Linked DNA regions of Mus musculus: all the other regions are linked to region 3. A link is a contact called in public Hi-C data. All regions are on one chromosome and are shown on one strand. The core of a region is the stretch at or near the end of the contact, and the rest is flanking DNA. Distances in the headings are between cores, read along the strand shown. Region 1 overlaps Nbea (neurobeachin). Region 2 overlaps Nbea (neurobeachin). Region 3 overlaps Dclk1 (doublecortin-like kinase 1).

Region 1 (3,045 bases), core at 394-2,893, 440 kb after region 3:
CCACAGATTTTATTTTAGGGATATTCATTTTTTAGAATAGAAAACAAGTTGGAGGCAAAATATTAAAAAGCAAGGAAAAAATACATTATTAGTTTGCTTAGCTACATTGATTTGAACACAAAACAAGTTTGCAAAACAAGAAAAGATGACATATATAATATTGACTGTAATGACTTCTGTTAGTCAAGGAAGTCATACAATTGCAAGCTTTCTAAATAGACTAAATTTACAATTTTTAAAAGAATAACAATAAAATATATCAATAATCAAAATTTTTTCATTTATTATCTATCTTCTCAAGCTAAATGTGTGTAATACAGACTTTAATTTTAGCTAATAGTGGGGCCCAAGCTCTGGCAGATTTGGAGAAGAGTTCACAGTGGTGCAGTTAGTGGCAGCCTGACTAGAACTATTAGCCAACCACAGTTTGCTAGTAAATCTACCAGAGGTGCAGTGTTGCTGCAGAATTCTGTAACTGCTACATCCATTTCCACATGGCTGTTAGAAACAAAACCAGAAGATATATTTTCATTCAATAATAAAAATTGTGTGCAATCTCTACATACACTGAAGTGAAGAGTGGTTTCGGAGATATACCTTTTGGTAATTCAGTGTAATCAAAAACAGGTTTTTAAATCTTCACTGATACAATGAAAAAAAATAAAAAGAACCAGCACTTACTGTACAAGTAGATAAAAACATCTATATGAAGAATAACATAAAATTTTTGAAGAAATATCAAATTCTAAAAATAAGTTTGTTTTATTATACCTAAGCATTTCTAAAATTTGATGTTGCTATTTACATATTAAAAATTATAAACTTTAAAACATCGAAATTCTCTATGGCTCTACTGCAAATAGGAAGAGACAACTAGTGTACGTAAGTGAAGAGAACTCCAGTCTCTACAGTTGCTTATGCACGTCATTTCCAAAATTACAGTCTAAGCCTAAGAAACACATTGCTGCAATGACTGCAACAGACCAATAAGTAGTTGGTTAACAAAAGGAATATCACAAGTAATTTCCAGTACAGTTACATAGTGCTAGTTAAAGAACTGAGAAACTGAGTTTACAGTTATTTCAACTAAAAGTAAAACCAAATACTTTATGTATAGAAGCCTTCTGTTTGTCACTGGGAGCTTTTTGCACTTTCATTCTAAAGGCTGTCTGTCATCTTGGATCCCATTTTTCAAGGAATGCAATCTATTGTTAAAAGATATGTCACAACTTGGATTTCAGACTTTAGTGTTTCAGAAATATGTTTATATACCTCATAATGCAATTATAGCTAGCTACCTTAGGACAGATAAGGTAAATGTCAGCAATATACTAGGAATAGAATGGAAAATGAAGCAGTCCACGAGTTCTTGTGGGGATGATGTCTCTGCAAAGCTGCTCAAGGCTTCAGAGTTTGAAGTTACATTTTTGATGTTGTCACTCTCAATCTATTGAATGGCTGACAGACAATCAAACCCGTCTGGCTGGCTGGCAGCTCATTTTGCTGGCAGGTGGCAAACAATTAGACACACCAATTTGTGCCTCCTGATGACATTAAAGCATGAAACTAAGTTGTATGCAGGGCCTAGTGATTTGTGTGAAAGCATTTCAAAAATAATACTCCTCGCCGTGGCAACTCATTTCAGACTGCCACCTCCCATTACGGCTTTGAGTAGTGAAGACGACAGACTTGAGTTACGTGCAGCGCAAGGCCGCTTCTGTTCAATCCGTCATCAGTGCCCCTGAGACCTCAATCCCCTCCTTTCATCAATATCACCTCATCATTTACATTTGCTAGGACTTGAGCTACTGCATATATTAACTACATGGAAACTCTTCCTCAAAAGAATAAAAACATGAAAAGCATGCTTTGTGCTCTTCCATTTCATCCTAACTTGTTAACAATTTCAAATAATGATTTCATTCCTATTGCATTTTGCACAAGTGCAACCAGGAACACAGGAAAAGTCCCAGTGTTCCAAAATAACATTCTGAAAAGTATAAATGCTGTGTGTGTAACTGAGAGGAGTGACCATTAAGGTGACAGCTGTAAGTTTTAATAAAGAAATCTGAATATAAATCCAAATCAATACAAAAATATTTTCCTTAATTATCCTGAATCCTCTCTCCTATAAATCTCAAAAATTACCTGGATTTATTCATTTGTGTTTTCACAAAAAGTAAAGATATACTTTAAAATTAAATCAGACAACTTCAATTAGCTTATTAATTTGTGTTATTTAATATTAGACTGATAGTCTTATGTGTACACAGAAAAAGGCATAGATTGGCACAAAGTGATAGGGATAAACATACTCATATCCTATAAACATAAATTGGACATGTGAAATAGAGATGTAATGTGAAATCCAGAAGGAACAAACACCATTTGAATAAACATGAGAAAACAGAGTTAACAACTGTTTAATCAAGACTTTTCAGAACAGAAAGGCATTTTCTACACTTCATAATATTATAATTTGCCACTTCTTAGAAACTTTTAATAATCATTTTATATGACTATTTGTGAAAGTGACATTACTTAACTATTTAGTAATGCCTTAATAATGCTTATTCTTCTTTGCCTAATATTAATCTTAATATTTTAGCTTAAGAAACACTCATAAATTAAATCTTTATAACTAAAGCTGACAGCACTTTCTTATCAATAATCTCTCAAATTTTTGATATAAAGATACGTTTTAAAAATCAATAACAAATATAATAAACCTATACCTTCTTTTATCAACATACAAACATAATTTCAACTATATAGCAAAACCAATAAGCAAGCACTCTTGTTGGTAATTAGTGAATACCTGCAGTATTTTTCTGAGGCTGCATTTGATTAAATTGTAAGATATATTAAATGCAATGATTCATTGTATCTATATCATTTTATTTTGAATCTCTGAGATACTTTAATTGCATATAAAATGGGTTAAAAAAAGAATCGGTTGCCTCCAAATTTTTTGAATGATTTTATATTTAAATGTAGATACATGGGACAGGTTCTAAGTTATGTTCGAAATGCCTTTCAAGAATA
Region 2 (3,115 bases), core at 313-2,812, 310 kb after region 3:
ATATGATTCAGAAAAAGTAGAGATAATGCAGATTTGAAATGCTTCAAAAAATATTATTTAGGCTAGGAGTAGCAGGGCAGGCCTGTGAGTCCAGCTATTCAGGAGGTTCAGGCAGGAGATTTAAAGTTCAAAGCCTGTACTACAGAGTGTGACACTGCTGATGGGGGAGGGGTAAGGGAGGGAGAGAGAGGGAGGAAGGCAGAGGGGGAAGGCTATCCCCACAAAATCCCAGCAGAAAATATAAACATTTAAATAAAAGTAATTTTCTTTATGACTTTGATAAAAACAAGGTAATTTTCAAACAAACAAACAATACAAAACAACAAAAACAAAACAAAATAAAATAATGAACCAAAAACCTTCAGAAGGCTTATTTTTCACAGGATGCTAGGCAAGGATGATGGCCAGTGATCATTTATTTTCAGGACATCCAAGATCACTAGCATAGCTTCCCTAGTATCTCACTGCATGAGAACGGCCTTTTCTGAACTCGAGCCTCTTCCTAGCACAGGCATTTCTGACAGACAGCATGGTCCCTTCTCTCTACAGATATCAATTCTCTAACTGTTCTCTTGTACTTCTGCACATACTGAAATTCTGCTAGTTACAGATTTAGGGAACTCTAATCCACTGAATTCAGCAACCCCCATCTTATATCTTCCATGTGGGTGTCTCTAAATGAATTGGAATATTAAAAAAATGTTAGGTCCACATTTTTCATTTATGCAGAACTAACTGGGCATCAACTGTACTGATTTTTATAGCAAAGATATTAACAGTGAAAAGTCAACACATACACATATGTGTGGTTTACACAAGATAAAAAGCATACAAAGGCCAAAGGTCAGGTCACATATTAGAGAACATGATCACCCCCCACCCCCAAGCCACCAAAACCTACCACAGCGAAAGGACAGAGATGAAATAATAAAATCAGTATCCTCAGCCAGGAGTGGAGCCATGCACAAAACAGACCACTCTATCTGTGCACTCTTTTCCTTTGCAGAATCCAATAAACTGCCATTATATTCCTTCTAAATGGTCCCATTACTAGGATTCTATAACAACGGCCTAATCTCTTGATAATTATAATAAATGCTTATAATCAAAGCAGGGACCATTTAGAAACGGAAGGAGAAAAGCTGCTTTCTATCAAACTCACTATAGCTCCCTGACCTCTGAAGCTTTCAGTGCAGCTTCCCTTCCCATTTTGCTCAAATAAATATTTAAGAAAACCCCAGCTCAATGAGACTTTGACCTGAGGCATTTTAGCCTAACTTTTTGTTTCATTTAAAAATATGTTAACAATTAAAATAAAGAGACATGTTTACTTTAGCACACGCATTCTAGAATTTAAGTGATAAATGACTTGATCAGAGACAGTATTTCCTCAGGGAGCAAACATAATAGTCACTTTAGAAAATGACAGTGTGGTGATGAGCTACCCTCTCGAGGCGGCTTTAAGGAAGTATCATTTTCCTGGAGCACAGCACAGTTCAATGCAGAAGTTGGGTCTGGGCTTTCTTGATAAGCAGTGCTAGGCCATGGAAGTAATTTAAGGCTGGTAACGTGACAGGAAATGACTACACACGATCAGGGTGTCTTTCATCTGCATGCATCTCACTTGTTAGCCGTGAACAGCAAGAAGCCAGCTGTGATGATGGTAGGACGAAACTATCAACCTGGGCTACAGCCACGGGGGAACTTTTCAGTCATTGTTGTTGTTATTTGTTTTGTTTATTTATTTATTTACACTCAATATTTTATTCCCCTCCTGGTCCATCCTCCAACTGTTCGGTCTTTTTTTTTTTTTTAAGTAGTGATTTTTAATAAAATGTAGCAAAAAATGACCCTAAATGATCCTAAATGTTCCTATCTCTATATAGGGTTTCCACCAACTGTCAAAAGTGATGGATCTGATTTATAATCAAAACTTTTGTGCTCAGTTGTGAGAATAAACAGAATTATGAGGAGAAAATTATCAAAGAGAAGGAAAATATAAAATACAGTGCCTTCAAGGCAGAGGCAGCTATGCTTTATGTGGTATTCCCAGAGGCTCCGAGGGAGCTTGTAACAGCACACTGAAAAGCTGGACCCTTCGTGAAAACTTGTACATTTATTTAACTAAGTACAATCTCTGAAAATGACCTTGATCCAATGCTTCACCAGGGTCTTACAATGATCTAAAATGACTGCCTGACACCCTTTAAATAGCATTATTTAAATCAAAGTCATTACGGGGTGGGGGGACAGTATTAAGGCAGGGGCATGAAGGACAGGTCTTTGGTAACACACTCAGCATCTTTGTCATAAGAGTGACGAGCAATAGAAACCATCTTAGTCTTTCGAACGGCTAGGGACAGTGTGATCTTTACATTCCCAGGGGCTTATTCACTGCTTGATGGAAGTAAGTGTCAAAGAGAAAGAATTTATAAAACAGAAATGCTGCTTAAGACTTAAAATTTTATATGCAAGAATTTTAAGTGGCAGTTTCCTCAAAACAAGTGTCACCTAAATAAATATTTAATATTTACAAAATTTAGTCATTTTGTAAACTTAATAGGCTAATTTTCATAAATCACCGCCCACTGCAAACCAAGCATTTGACCATGTCTACATCTCCTGTACAGAATCCCCAGTGACCAGGAGTGAATAGGCAGGAACAGCATAGATAAGAAACAACTGAGAAGTGGTAAAACTGCAGCACACTGTGCAGTCTTTTAACTCACTCATTACTTTAAAAGATGTTTCTGTTTCAGTTAGCCAACACAGGTCATACTCTAGGAGAGACGGATTGTCCCGTATTAAGAGGATGATTAGTCCAGTAAATTACGGCTTTCAGATGAAGCCGGCTGTTATATCGCTGTGCTGGGAAGGGGATAGGAGGTTCATTTCAGCACAAGGTAATTATGTGGGGCCAGTGTGTTACCATTTATCATGGCTGAAAGATGACACTCACTGCTAGCCAAGGGAAGCTGCTGCACAGAGGCCCCCATCTAGATCAATACACCATGAATTTTTTTTCCTGGCAAAAAAAGTAATTATACAACAGAAACTTCCCAATCAATACCTTTTCCAGGCTAACACAGATTCTACTATGTCAGCCATCCCCTAA
Region 3 (2,782 bases), core at 243-2,742:
TTGTGTTTTCAAGTTCTCCACCTTTTCGTTTTGTTTCTGTTTTACCGTTCCCTTCCCCCTCCCTCTATGTACTAGCTCCTGCATGAATTTACTTTCTGAATTTTGTAACTGTCAGATTCTTTAGTTGGCTTCTCTGCTTGAGCAAGGGGGTCGATGGGAAGTGTGACTTTGTTTAACCAGCTTATGAATTCTGTCCCCTCGTTTCCGATTCCAGTCAATGGCGCTGGCGTCTCCTGCCAGGGGCATTGTGTGTGTATCTCTCTAGAGTTACCCACAAGCGTGATGGCTTGCGATGGTTTGAGACATGAACTCTGAGAAGTTCTAGGGAACTTCTCTTCACCTTAATGTCTCCAAAATGATCTCCAGGTAAAAGCTCCATGTTATAGCACTCACCAAGGAAAAAGCACCCCGAGCTTTGGCATTTGTTTTTCAAATAATAGAGTCTGTTGGTTGGCGCAGCACAGTATCTGCCTGACACCATTTCATGGATCAGACTGCCAAGTTTTACCACAAAAAAATTATATATATATATATGTTCATGTGTATATAGATACATATATACTTTATATATTATAATACATATACATTTCCCCTTTGATTATTGCTCCTAATTATTTTTTATAATTAGGGTCTCAAAACAAAGGGCTTAGAAAAGCAGAATATTCAGACAAATAACCAAAATCATGATCAAAGTCATGATCGTTTCTAGGTCTGCTTATAATAGGAAAACACCCTGGCTCGGTGAGAGGATTTCCCAGAAAGGGATCTTTGTGCCTTCAGGATTGGTCCAAGGGAGGGGATCCCACATCTAGTGTTTCATTTACCTAAGCAAATTAGCTCTGGGGGAGGGGGAGTTAATTATGATTCGCCTGCACACAGACCCAGCTTTTGACTTTCCAGCACTGAAGAGAGTGCAGCAGGGTACACAGTTCACAAATGCTGATCTCCCCAGTGGACCGCCCATGCTGTGCACACTCAGTGCCCTTTCCAGTGCCCTTTCAGGGCCTTTCCGGAGTGTGGCTTTGTGCCAGGGGCAAAGGCTAAGCAGAAGTCTACCTGTGGTGATTAGCCTTGCTCCCTTTCATACTTTATGCAAATCGAGCCGTAGTGGTGGATGCAGCCTTTCTTACCCTGTGTGTCCTGTCCTGGGGCGGATCAGCCAGACGTCTACATGTAGAATTGATAGATGGTGAAAAACAGGCCTCAAGTGTGTCTAATTACATCTGGACTTATTTGTATTCTTTTTGTTTTTTTTTTTTAAAGCATCCATAAATTCATCTAATCTCAGAAAAAGGAACATTCTGAGGAATTACAAAACTTATAGAATTAAGGGTAGAAGCAAAGTGTCAAGTAAACACAATAATTAATACACGTGATCCAGTATTAAAAAGACTAACTGCAAGCCTAGCGACAGTCCCCATCGGCAGACAAAATGACACATCCCTGAGTAACGGGCGGGAGCAGATGGGAGATTATCTCTTTCTTCTTCCACACATAAACCGCTCTGCTTTCCAGCTGGGGGCAGTAACAACAATGTTTATAGTTACTGCTGCACTAAACAGCGTACACAGTATGTAAAGCTAAACTGGAGACATGACACTAAAATCTCATTGCCGTCTATGCTTAATTAGGAAGTTTTATAATGCCATTTAGCCCCAGAATGAACACGCTCTCCTCGCTGATCACAAATGCTTCCCTTTTATCTCCACGGAAGTGGGAGCATTCATTTACCCACAGTGGCAGGCCAACTCCTCAATATAAACAATCGTTGACGGCAGAGGACCCCAGTCCCAGCGCTTGTGTTTGTAAGTGCTTGTGGCTGTTCACACTGTTCTGGGCAGAGTACTCCTGGGTCCCACTTGCACTTACAAAGTATCTCACATGAGGGTGTCAGCTGCTAAAACCGGCTCCTTGCAGTGCCCCAAATCAGTGAGGACTTCTTAATAGACATTTTATCGATCATGGAGACATGATGGGATGGAGGGGGGGTGTCCATTTTCTTCTTTCTCTTTTTCATGCCCCTGATTCTTTCTCAGCAACTCTGCTTTCTACCTACAGCCAGGGCTGCATTTTCTGGCTGGCCCATTTATCCAGGAGGCCTTACCACCCAAAGCCCAAGCCCACAAGCTCGCTGGGCTATTCCATGCCCCCTGAGGCCTGAAACATTGCTTCTCCCTGCTGCAAGTCACAAGAAAACACACCCTGCTCTAAACCTCCCTCCCCGCTGCCAAAGTGGGTCTAGTTGCATCATTTCTACCTCTCTCAAGTGCAGATGTCCCCCGTGGCCCATATCATGGCCGAGAACACGCAGAAGAGACTTCTGCATCTGAAGTATATGCAGACCATCAGGACCGTGACCAAAATGAACTAACTTGGTTAATAAAAACAGAACCAGCCAAACAAACAAACAAACACAGGAGGCCAGTCCTTTGAAAATGCTAAATAGGATGAAGCATGGAGGTGAAACAGGACAAAACTGGTTGGGTTCCCAGGCATGACATGACTAAAATGTGCATACTGGTTTCAAGCCCCTCCTGAAACAGTGAGTAATGAGGCAAACCCTGGCAGCCAGGCGCTGGCTTTGGGAGGCTATTAAATGCCGTCATGCTTGGCTGTTAAAAGGAACGGAGTCTATTAAGTGTATCTTGCTGGGTGCAGTTTGAAAGAGGTGTCCCTATTGAAGCCAGATAGTGCCCTCAGCACACTGAGATCTCTGCCCAAGGAGGCCTGCTTTGTGGCCAGTTGCTTTGACCTTGTGCTGAGTGCCAGAGGCTGCCAGAGG

Evidence for each region. A called contact is a pair of places that touch in the nucleus more often than the background predicts.
Region 1: a contact with region 3 is called in a Hi-C map of cerebellum, with 1.6 times the contacts expected there. The contact joins two enhancer-like sites. A contact is called at or near these places in 7 of 39 promoter capture datasets (the 3T3-L1 cell line, 3T3-L1-derived adipocytes, the C10 cell line and 3 more), 2 of 484 Hi-C or Micro-C datasets (cerebellum and ventricular fibroblasts), 2 of 115 datasets of contacts at active chromatin or transcription factors (differentiating embryonic stem cells and embryonic basal ganglia) and 3 of 9 other capture datasets (embryonic tail, embryonic trunk and liver).
Region 2: a Hi-C map of the N1E-115 cell line shows a contact between it and region 3, with 9 times the contacts expected there. The contact joins two enhancer-like sites. A contact is called at or near these places in 1 of 15 datasets of contacts at CTCF or cohesin (the NIH/3T3 cell line), 9 of 484 Hi-C or Micro-C datasets (the G1E-ER4 cell line, the HPC-7 cell line, the N1E-115 cell line and 4 more), 3 of 115 datasets of contacts at active chromatin or transcription factors (acute myeloid leukemia, differentiating embryonic stem cells and fibro-adipogenic progenitors) and 2 of 9 other capture datasets (embryonic stem cells and pancreatic islet).

Annotation. Positions count from the first base shown.
Region 1 is chr3:55,964,363-55,967,407 of GRCm38.p6, forward strand. The region is part of intron 31 of Nbea (neurobeachin); the gene reads right to left. All of the region lies in intron 2 of Gm31914 (a long non-coding RNA gene), which reads left to right. Among named protein-coding and RNA genes, the nearest start is that of Gm22784, 9.0 kb to the left of the region's middle. Within about 2 kb of position 1,644, at least 8 of the 459 cell types and tissues checked have an H3K27ac peak or open chromatin away from gene starts, as enhancers often do. A contact at or near this core is called in cerebellum, where this site is marked.
Region 2 is chr3:55,827,504-55,830,618 of GRCm38.p6, forward strand. The region is part of intron 38 of Nbea (neurobeachin); the gene reads right to left. Among named protein-coding and RNA genes, the nearest start is that of Mab21l1, 47 kb to the left of the region's middle. Within about 2 kb of position 1,563, at least 36 of the 459 cell types and tissues checked have an H3K27ac peak or open chromatin away from gene starts, as enhancers often do. A contact at or near this core is called in the N1E-115 cell line, where this site is marked.
Region 3 is chr3:55,522,444-55,525,225 of GRCm38.p6, forward strand. All of the region lies in intron 16 of Dclk1 (doublecortin-like kinase 1), which reads left to right. Among named protein-coding and RNA genes, the nearest start is that of Gm31796, 20 kb to the right of the region's middle. Within about 2 kb of position 1,493, at least 30 of the 459 cell types and tissues checked have an H3K27ac peak or open chromatin away from gene starts, as enhancers often do. A contact at or near this core is called in the N1E-115 cell line and cerebellum, where this site is marked.